2 separate regions of the Pan troglodytes genome follow, and region 1 is linked to region 2. Evidence: chromatin contacts called from public HiChIP or PLAC-seq data. All regions are on one chromosome and are shown on one strand. Each heading gives the region's core, a stretch centred on a gene start, on an enhancer-like site or on the middle of the called end of the contact. The rest is flanking DNA. Distances are from core to core; before and after follow the strand shown.

Evidence for each region. HiChIP or PLAC-seq counts read pairs in DNA pulled down with a chosen protein or histone mark.
Region 1: a contact with region 2 is called in an H3K4me3 HiChIP or PLAC-seq map of stem cell-derived excitatory neurons, with 2.5 times the contacts expected there. The contact joins the promoter of PSMC3IP here to the promoter of VPS25 in region 2. A contact is called at or near these places in 1 of 7 Hi-C or Micro-C datasets (stem cell-derived neural progenitor cells) and 1 of 1 datasets of contacts at active chromatin or transcription factors (stem cell-derived excitatory neurons).

Annotation. Positions count from the first base shown.
Region 1 is chr19:25,564,149-25,568,599 of NHGRI_mPanTro3-v2.0_pri, reverse strand. It overlaps PSMC3IP (PSMC3 interacting protein), which reads right to left and starts at 2,238. Exons shown (of 8, transcript XM_001164255.8): 1 at 1,969-2,238; 2 at 1,777-1,877; 3 at 1,532-1,621. The coding sequence starts at 2,149. RETREG3 (reticulophagy regulator family member 3) reads right to left here. Exons shown (of 9, transcript XM_001162621.7): 9 at 3,832-4,451.
Region 2 is chr19:25,370,087-25,374,965 of NHGRI_mPanTro3-v2.0_pri, reverse strand. VPS25 (vacuolar protein sorting 25 homolog) reads left to right here and starts at 2,016. Exons shown (of 6, transcript NM_001252014.3): 1 at 2,016-2,102; 2 at 2,307-2,452; 3 at 3,222-3,275; 4 at 3,956-4,044; 5 at 4,830-4,879. The coding sequence starts at 2,050.

The DNA of each region.
Region 1 (4,451 bases), core at 989-3,488, 190 kb before region 2:
AAAATAATTGTAATACAGCATGCCTCAAAAGAGGTAAGGGCCAGGCTGGGCACAGTGGCTCATGCCTGTAATCCCAGCACTTTGGGAGGCCGAGGCGGGTGGATCACGAGGTCAGGAGATCAAGACCATCCTGGCTAACACGATGAAACCCCATCTCTACTAAAAATACCAAAAAAAAAAAAAAAAAAAATTAGACTTCGTGGCGGGTGCCTGTAGTCCCAGCTACTCTGGGAGGCTGAGGCGGGGGAATGGCGTGAACCCAGGAGGTGGAGCTTATAGTGAGCCGAGATTGTGCCACTGCACTCCAGCCTGGGTGACAGAGCGAGACTCCGTCTCAACAACAACAACAACAATAACAAAAATGGTAAGGGCCTGAAAAAGAAACAGGTAGCTCGGAGCATTCAAGGAAGATTTCTGGAAAAGGTGATGTCTAAGTGAAATCCTCAAGGAAAGAAAGAGCTGGCCAGGAAGAGAAGCAGGTACAGGGAAGACAACATGCAAAGGACAGAGCAGTAAAACACATCAGAATTATCTAGTGTTCGTGGATAGAAAAATAATGAGGATTGGTGAGGCCAGAGGCTGGCTGGGGCGTCTTCCGGTGCCTTTTACATGTTTTTTGCAGCACTAGAGAGCCATTGAAGAGTTTTAAATAGGGAAGGTGCATGACCAGATGTATTTAGACAGATCATTCTGACTGCAATGTTTAAGAGTTTAAGATATGTTTGAAGAGCCAAGATCTGTTAGGAGGATACTGCAACAAATAAAGAGGGCGTGAACTAGAGCAACCATGGCAGATGGAAAGGAGAGTGGATTCAAGAATGGAAAAATCAGCCAGTCTCTGTGGTTCACGCCTGTCCTCCCAGCACTTTGGGAGGCCAAGACAGGAGGATCACTTGAGCCCAGGAGTTGGGACCAACCTGGGCAGCACAGTAAGACCCATCTCTATAAAAATAAAAAAAATAAAAAAAATAAAAAACGGAAAAATCAGCTGGACTTGATGGTTGACTAGTAAAGGAAGTCAAGAATTGCTCCCAAGTTTCTGGTTTGGGTGAAGAGTAATTCCATTAGGGGAGGAGAATGTTAGAAAGAAACCAGTCCGGGGTGGGGGGAAGATGAGGCATTCTACTGTGGCAATTTTGACTCTGATATTAATGCCTGACAGATTCCAGCTGGAGGTCTGGGCTGGAGAATATAAATTTGATATGTGTGTTTAGAGAATCGGATGGAGGCAGGAGGAACATCATTTGGCAGAGGGTGTTGCTAATGTAGATGATAAGGAATAAGAGCTTTGGAGCGGAAATGGATCTTGGTAGCAACAATACAGAATCTTCTGTCATCCATCATATTGTAAATCTGGAAACCTCGTGAAGTTGGGATCCTAACAAGAGGAGTACACACCTTGATTTAAGGATGGTGGCCTAAGACAGGTGAGTTTTCCATGGGGGGCCTTGTCCCCAAAGAGTTCACACTAGGAGTAGATTCACCCGTTGTCGGGCTCTCATGGGTGACAATCGGCGCAGGTTCTCCTCACCTGATCCGCAAAATAGATCTTCTGCTTGCCGTACATCTTCTCTTTGATCTTGCCTTGTTGCGCCAGCTGCTCCAGCGTCTTCACCACCACCTGGCAGAGGAGAGAGGAGCAATCAGAGGAGTCTGAGCCTGGGTCTGGGGAAATCCAGCCAGTGATGTGGAAAACGCCCAAGGCTCCAAAGGGCACGACCCCAGCCTGAATCCAGGGAGTCCGACGGAGAGGGAATCCCGGGAGAAGGTCCTCACCGCCTTGCCCAATCCGTGTTCCCGCTGTAGGTTCCCGAACACATCCTGGGAGCTGTAGGGCCGGTTCTGCTCCTGCAGGTACCTCAGGAGGATCCCGGCGGCTACGGAGAGAAAGGCAGGGGAGGGGGCCACTCAACCGACCTCCTCACCCACTGCCCTCCCGGGTCTTCCCCGCGCCCACGCCGCCGTTACCTCCCGCCGCAGCTTCTGCCCGGCCTTTACTCATCGCCTTTCCCGCCACCCAACTCAGAAAGCCGGACGTTGTAGTTGCTCGGGGCGACGGCTCCTTCCGGCGACGGGGGCGGGCCTCGAACGGTGATTGGCTGAAGGGGAAGCCTTCCGGAGGGGCAAAGCGACCCCTCCCGGACTCCATAGTTCATTTCAGGTCGGAACTTGCGCATCCGGGCCGGACCTCAAGCCATGGGCCTCTGCGAAGGCGCCGGCGTGCCCACGGCTAAGAAACTTCCTCTTTCTGCTCCCGGGAACGAAGGCTGTAGCAGAGAAGGCCTTCAAGTTTCGAGACCCAGTTCCAGCCGCAGCTGAGCGCTGGTGACCTTGAGTTAGGTCTAATGTTGGGACTGGAAGACGCTTCAGACATCCGCTGCCGCCCTGGGCAAGCGACCAGCTCAAGGTTACCCCACAGGGACGTGCTCTGGTCCCACGGTCCAGTGCTCTTTTGTCGGTTAGTTTTGTCATTTGTAAAATAGGAACAGTAGATAGTAGTAGGAAAGTGGTTGTGAAAACAATAGAAAGCTAAGCGCCTTGGTCGGGCGCAGTGGCATGTCACCCCTGCAATCCTATCACTTTGGGAGGCTGAGGCGGGCGGATCGTTTGAGCCCAGGAATTCGATACCAGTCTGGGCAACATGAAACCCCATCTCTGCAAATAAAGTACAAAAAATTAAACGTGGTGGCGCGCTTCTGTGGTCCCAGCTACTCTGGAGGCTGAGGTGGGAGGGTCACCAGAGCCCCGGACATCGAGGCTGCAGTGAGCCACTATGAGCGCGCCACTGCACCCCATCCTGGCGACAGAGCGAGACGCAGTCTCGAACAACAACAAAAAAAAAGTGGGAAGGGGGGACAGCTAAGCGCCTTGGAGAGCAACCACCCTTATTTGCCTAATACCGAGGTTCGCACCCAGGGGGCACTCGACACCTACTGTAGTTTGGACGCCAAGGAACGATAGGGTTAGGAGGGGGCTACTGTTCAACCACAAAGCTTGTGGAAAAGTTTGTTAGCCCAGACAATCTCAGGGCAACACCTGGCAGGTGCTTTCCACCCCTGACCACAGTGGCCAATGGGACAGAGCCTGAAATAAATATTTCTAGTTTCTGAGGTGAGCTGAAGGCCAAAGAGCAGCTGTCCCTGCAGCTCAAACCATCCAGTGGAGTAAGGTGCTACTTTTTAAAGCCTTCTGCTACCTACAACCTCCTTAGCCTTTAAAACATGTGCTTGTCTCTGCACGTTTAGGAGACAATATTAAGAATTAGAAATGAAAGGGCCGAGCGCGGTGGCTCACGCCTGCAATCCCAGCACTTTGGGAGGCCAAGGCGGGCGGATCACGAGGTCAGGAGATCGAGACCATCCTGGCTAACACTGTGAAAACCCCATCTCTACTAAAAATACAAAAAATTAGCCAGGCGTAGTGGCGGGCGCCTGTAGTCCCAGCTACTCGGGAGGCTGAGGCAGGAGAATGGCGTGAACCCGGGAGGCGGAGCTTGCAGTGAGAGATCGCACCACTGCACTCCAGCCTGGGCGACAGACCAAGACTCCGTCTCAGAAAAAAAAAAAAAGAAATTAGAAATGAAGGAAATACAGGCTAAGTACTAGCCAAGAGTGCCAGTTATACTGATGGTGGGGCTCTCACAAGAAGGAAAGTAGCCTCATACTATGGTGATGTTCTGGCCATCACGAAGTAAAAATAGGGGTGGGCTGGTGGGTCCCTCATACCTGGGCTTCCTCTTTTAAGGCTATCACTTCAAATTAATCAGAACTCAGATTTACAAGAGAAGACCTATCAAGGGTAGGACACCATTCAGCATCAGTCTCTTAAAGATTGTTCTCATACAAGATTTATTCCCCAGCACACCCCTCCCCTCCTCAGTTCACAGTGGAGACTATGGAGATTCAGGGCAGGATCCCTCAGGTACAAGAAACACCTTCCGAAGACTTTGCTCTCCTTCCTTCCCTCCCTCTTGCCAACTCCCAAGGCCTGAAGCGCACACTCATGCAAACACACGAAATCCCCCTCCTTCCCCACACCTCCTGTCTTTCCACATCACAGCTCTGAACTTGAGAAGAGAGGTGTCAAAAGTCTGTTTGAGAAGCCTAAAGTGGGGAGATGCCATTACCCCTGACCACCCCACTATGAGTGACTATGAGACACCTAACTCTTCCCTCTTCTGTCAACCATTTTCACTCCCTGGCCTCTGTACCTTCTCCATCAACCAAGAGCAAACATGTCAGCACACCCCCACCTGCAGTACATGAAAACAGGCTCTGTCCAACATCCCTCACCCAAGTACAGGGGTGTTGGGGGAGTGGCCCCTGAGGATCAGCAAAGGGTTAATGCAGAAGGAAAGAGGACAGAAGCGTTTGGCTTGAGCTCTGATTGGGGAGGCAGAGGCTATAGACTGGCACAGGTTTAGAATCAAGTACCATGTTTAGGTTTCTGTC
Region 2 (4,879 bases), core at 767-3,266:
CTCCTGACTTCACGTGATCCGCCTGCCTCGGCCTCCCAAAGTGCTGAGATTACAGGCGTGAGCCACCAAGCCTGGCCAAGGGATTACATATTTTTAATTAAGGCAGGCCTGTGCATATTTATAGTATATGGGAGAGGAGCTAAGGGCAAGGGCGAGAGGGAAGATGATAGAGAAGTCCTGGAGGAAGTTGAAAAGGGGAGGCAAGAACATATGCCAAAGGGTGCAACACTTCTTCTGAGTCCAAAAGGAAGGAGTAGGCTGGATGCGGTTGGTAATCCCAGCACTTTGGGAGGCCGAGGTGGGCGGATCACTTGAGGTCAGGAGTTTGAGACCAGCCTGACCAACATGGTGAAACCCCGTCTCTACTAAAAATACAAAAATTAGCTGGGTGTGGTAGCTCATGCCTGTAATCCCAGCTTCTAGGGAGGCTGAGGCAGGAGAATCGCTTGAACCAGGGAGGCAGAGGTTGCAGTGAGCCGAGATCAAGCCACTGCACTCCAACCCGGCAACAGTGCGAGACTCCGTCTCAAAAAAAAAAAAAAGAAAAAAAAAGAAGGAGTAAAAGTGGAGAGAAATTTTTGAGCGATGAATCAAGTATAGAGACAGACAGAGGGAAAACTTAAAGGGTTCACATGCATGGCCTCAATCTCATAAAGCAGGAATGAAAGGCGTTCTGCAGAGAGCAGAGAGATGGGGACAGGTGGAGTGGCTTGATGAATGTGGAAAAGTTTGAATAGTTATCTTGAGGGTGACGGAGTCAATAAAAGACAAAGGATCACGGAGCTGCCCTTAGAGCCCGGTAGTGAGGCTAGTCAGGGAATCTAGGGCTTGGCAAACATGTTCTGGTTATTTTTCTTCCAGCAATACTCCAGAGCCCAGGAGTGAAAAAAAGAGGTGGGGGAAATGGAGCAACGATCATTGGTTTGGGAACCGACCTGTAGGTAGGTAGGTAGGTAAGGGGACAGAATTGAGTAGTTTAGGCTGGGTAAGGAGTCTGATAAAACCAAAAGGGGTCCTAGGTCTTGAGACAAGAAAGGCGAGGTCATGGCAGAGGTGAGAGATGGGTGGTTGTGGTCAAAGCCTGCAGCTCTGAATCATGGAAGTAGGGCTGTCTCTAGTGATTCAAGCTACAAAGTGTGCTCCCATGGGTGCTGCAGGAGCCTGAGGAATGGTGAAGTCAAAGGAAATTGGAGGGCCGGGTTGGTCACCTGTTATCCCTTTGGGAGGCTGAGGTCTGGAGATCGCTTGAGCCCAGGAGTTTGAGACCAACCTGGGCCAACATAGTGAGTGCCCATCTCTAGAAAATATTAGCCGGGTTGCTGGGAGCGTTAACTCACTCCTGTAGTCCCAGCACTTTGGGAGGTCGAGGCAGGAGGATCACTTGAGCCCAGGAGTTTGGTGAGACGCCCATCTGTACCAAAACAACAACAAAATGTATTTAATAACTGGGTGCGGTGGTGTGCACCTGTAGTCCCAGCTACTCAGGAGGCTGAAGCCGGACGATCGCCAGATCTCAGGAGGTAGAGGCTGCAGTGAGCTGTGATTGTGCCACTGTATTCCAGCCTGGGCAACAAAGGGAGACCATTCTCAAAAATAAATAAACAGATAAATAAATAAAAAATTAAAAATAAAACAAAGGACACTGGAATTGAGTTTGGGTAATTGTGAGTTGATCAAATTAAATGGCAATTCACAGAAATGTTAATATTAAAAGAAGCCTAGTATAGAGGAAACAAAGGTAGGCTGGGATCTGGAGATCTGGGCTTTATTTGCCGTTCTACTTCAGCAACAAAAATTCGCCGCTTTGGGGAAGACATGACCTTTCTCTGGGGTTGAACCAGAAGACTTCCCAGGACTCTTCCTGCTCCAAAAGATAGGGCTTTTTAGGATAACAGCGAGGGACTGGCTGATGACGAGGACTCCTCCTGCCGGTCTCTCTCTTTCCAGAAAGGCGTCCGGAACCTTTCTGCATCGCCTTCTGCCCGAACGTGCGGAAGCGAAGGCCGGAAGTCCTTAGCCGGTAGCTTCCGGGTTTCCTGGGCTACTACGATGGCGATGAGTTTCGAGTGGCCGTGGCAGTATCGCTTCCCACCCTTCTTTACGTGAGGCTCAGACCCCAAGAAGCCCCGCTGTGCCTCCCTCCCCTCCCCCGGACCCTGGGCTCAGCCCTGATGCTTCATATGGGGAGGGGGAGAAAAGACCCGTCCGCCAACACCCTCAGTCCCTTACTTTCTTCCTGAAATGCGTCCCGGGCAAGTGCTGCCTCCCGCCCTCTAATTCTGCGCCCCACTCCCTTCACCCGGCAGGTTACAACCGAATGTGGACACTCGGCAGAAGCAGCTGGCCGCCTGGTGCTCGCTGGTCCTGTCCTTCTGCCGCCTGCACAAACAGTCCAGCATGACGGTGATGGAAGCTCAGGAGAGCCCGCTCTTCAACAACGTCAAGCTACAGCGTATCCTCCCTCAGGCTCTTCCACAGCCCATACACATGCACTTCTGCGCTTTCACACATGCCCAGACGCACCCCCGCGCCAGCCCCCTTTTACCCATGGTAGGCAGATTCCCACCCAAACTGGACTTAAAGAGTGAAAATGTGTAGCTGACATTTTCCCCCGGCAAATGCAGTACCATACCCTCTTGTTCTTGGCAGTGATGACTGCTCGGATGTCATTAAGGTCTTAGAATTTCTGCCCTGAAGCCAAGTTCCAAGTTTTTTAACCTAAACCCTTTTGACTATTTGTATCTTCCATCCATTTCTGTGTGAGGCCCAGACTTGGGTAACTACCTTTAATTATTTTCTCTGCCCCCCTCCTGCCAGGAAGTAAGGGTCATTTGTTTTTGCTGCCTGATTCATCCCTAAAATATCTGTGGAGAAAGGCTGAAGGAAGGCAACAGACAGAGGGTGAGGAATGACAGTACCTTTCATTTTCTAAAGCTTCTTTCTTTCTTTTCTTTTTTTTTTTTTTTGGAGACAGGGTCTTCCTCTCTTGCTCAGGCTGGAATGCAGTGGCACAATCACATAACGCTCCTTTTAATTGGAAGAGTTTCTCTTTACCTTCCTCCTTTGAATATCCAGGAAGTGCCAATTCATATCATGTTGGGAAATTGCACACATATGTGTGTGGGAGAGGAAGGGGCAGGTGTTTCTCAACATGGGACTGGCTCTGAAAATTTTTATCCTACCCAACTCATGTGTATGCCATTCCCTTAACCTTAAACCAGGAAAGCTTCCTGTGGAGTCGATCCAGATTGTATTAGAGGAACTGAGGAAGAAAGGTGGGTTAGTTCCCCAGATTCCTTATTTTTCTTCCTAGTTGGGTTTTCCTGAGGGCAAATTAGGATAAGTGTTTTTCCCTTTAATAACTTTTTCTCTCTCCTGGCTTGAAGGCCAGAGTCTTCTGTAAAGTAGGCAGCCCAATTCCCAAGTCCTTTCTTCTTTGTACACAAAATTGAAATCTCTGTCTGTGCCCTAAACCTGAAGAGAAGTGGAAGAAGGATGAGTGCCTTGTAGATAATAATAGTAAAATAAATATTGAATCTTTCTTTCTGAAAGCTGAGTCTCTTCCACTCTGTCCCACCTTGGTATTTTTTTGCCTCTTTGTTTCTTTTTAGAGCATGATACTTTTTTTTTTGGGTGGGGACATAAGGTCTCACTCTGTCATCCAGGCTGGAGTGCAGTGGCTCAGTCCTATCTCACTGCAGCCTCGACTTCCAGGCTCAAGTGATCCTCCCATCTCAGCCTCCTGAGTAGTTGAGACCACAGGCATGTGTCACCACACACCTGGCTAATTTTTTGTATTTTCTATAGAGAGAATTTTTTGTATTTTCTGTAGGGTCTCATCATGTTGCCCAGGCTAGTTTCGAACTCCTGGGCTCAAGCAATCCTCCTGCCTTGGCCTCCCAAAGTGTAAGCCACTGCGCGCCTGGTTATGCTTTCATAAGTATCTGTTTTACAGGGAACCTCGAGTGGTTGGATAAGAGCAAGTCCAGCTTCCTGATCATGTGGCGGAGGCCAGAAGAATGGGGGAAACTCATCTATCAGTGGGTGAGATCATTATTCTGCCAAGTATTCAACAGTGACCCATGGAAAAGGTTAACTATATTAGGGCCTAGCAGATAGCCGGTGTTCCCAGATCCAGACTGAGCAAAAGGCGGGGCGGGGGGAGGGGGGCAGAAAGAGGAAGTGTAGGCCTTCTAGGCAAACCTCTTTAAGTGACTCAATGTCTTTGGCTGCATAGAACCTCCCTTTCTTTGCCTGTAGGAGGCCAGGGGCTATGTGAGGCCATATTTGGAGAATGCAGAACTGGGAACCCTGAGTGCTATTGTTGGCTGGAGCCTCTGGCCACAGGAGATAAATGGGGAAAGGAAGGGAAAAAACCTGGGGCCCCTCCCCCACTGCACTGTTATGGGACTGTCCACAACATGAATGAGATATTCTGAATCAGTGTGGGTGTGGGGACAGAATACTCTTCCCCCTAAACCACCAGTCCCAAACATTCCCAAGGAAGAGAAGAGGGTAAGAAGCATCAACATTCTAAATATAACAAATACACACCATCCATTCTTGAACAGGAAAACAACCAGAATGAGAGGTCAAGGTCACTCCTCAGACACGTGAAGACCTGTGGTTTAGTGGTTCCAAATGAGTGTGTACACATATAAATATAGCACTTGTAGGGTTTATGGCTTTTAGGCCACTCTGCAGAGGTGACAGTGAGTCCTGGTTTGGGAATAGGTATCATTCCTGGATCAGAGGGGTGGAGCTGATGAATTTACTGTCTCCCAGGAGATTCTTGGTTCTAATTCACTCCTCATTTTCTGTATTCACAGGTTTCCAGGAGTGGCCAGAACAACTCCGTCTTTACCCTGTATGAACTGAC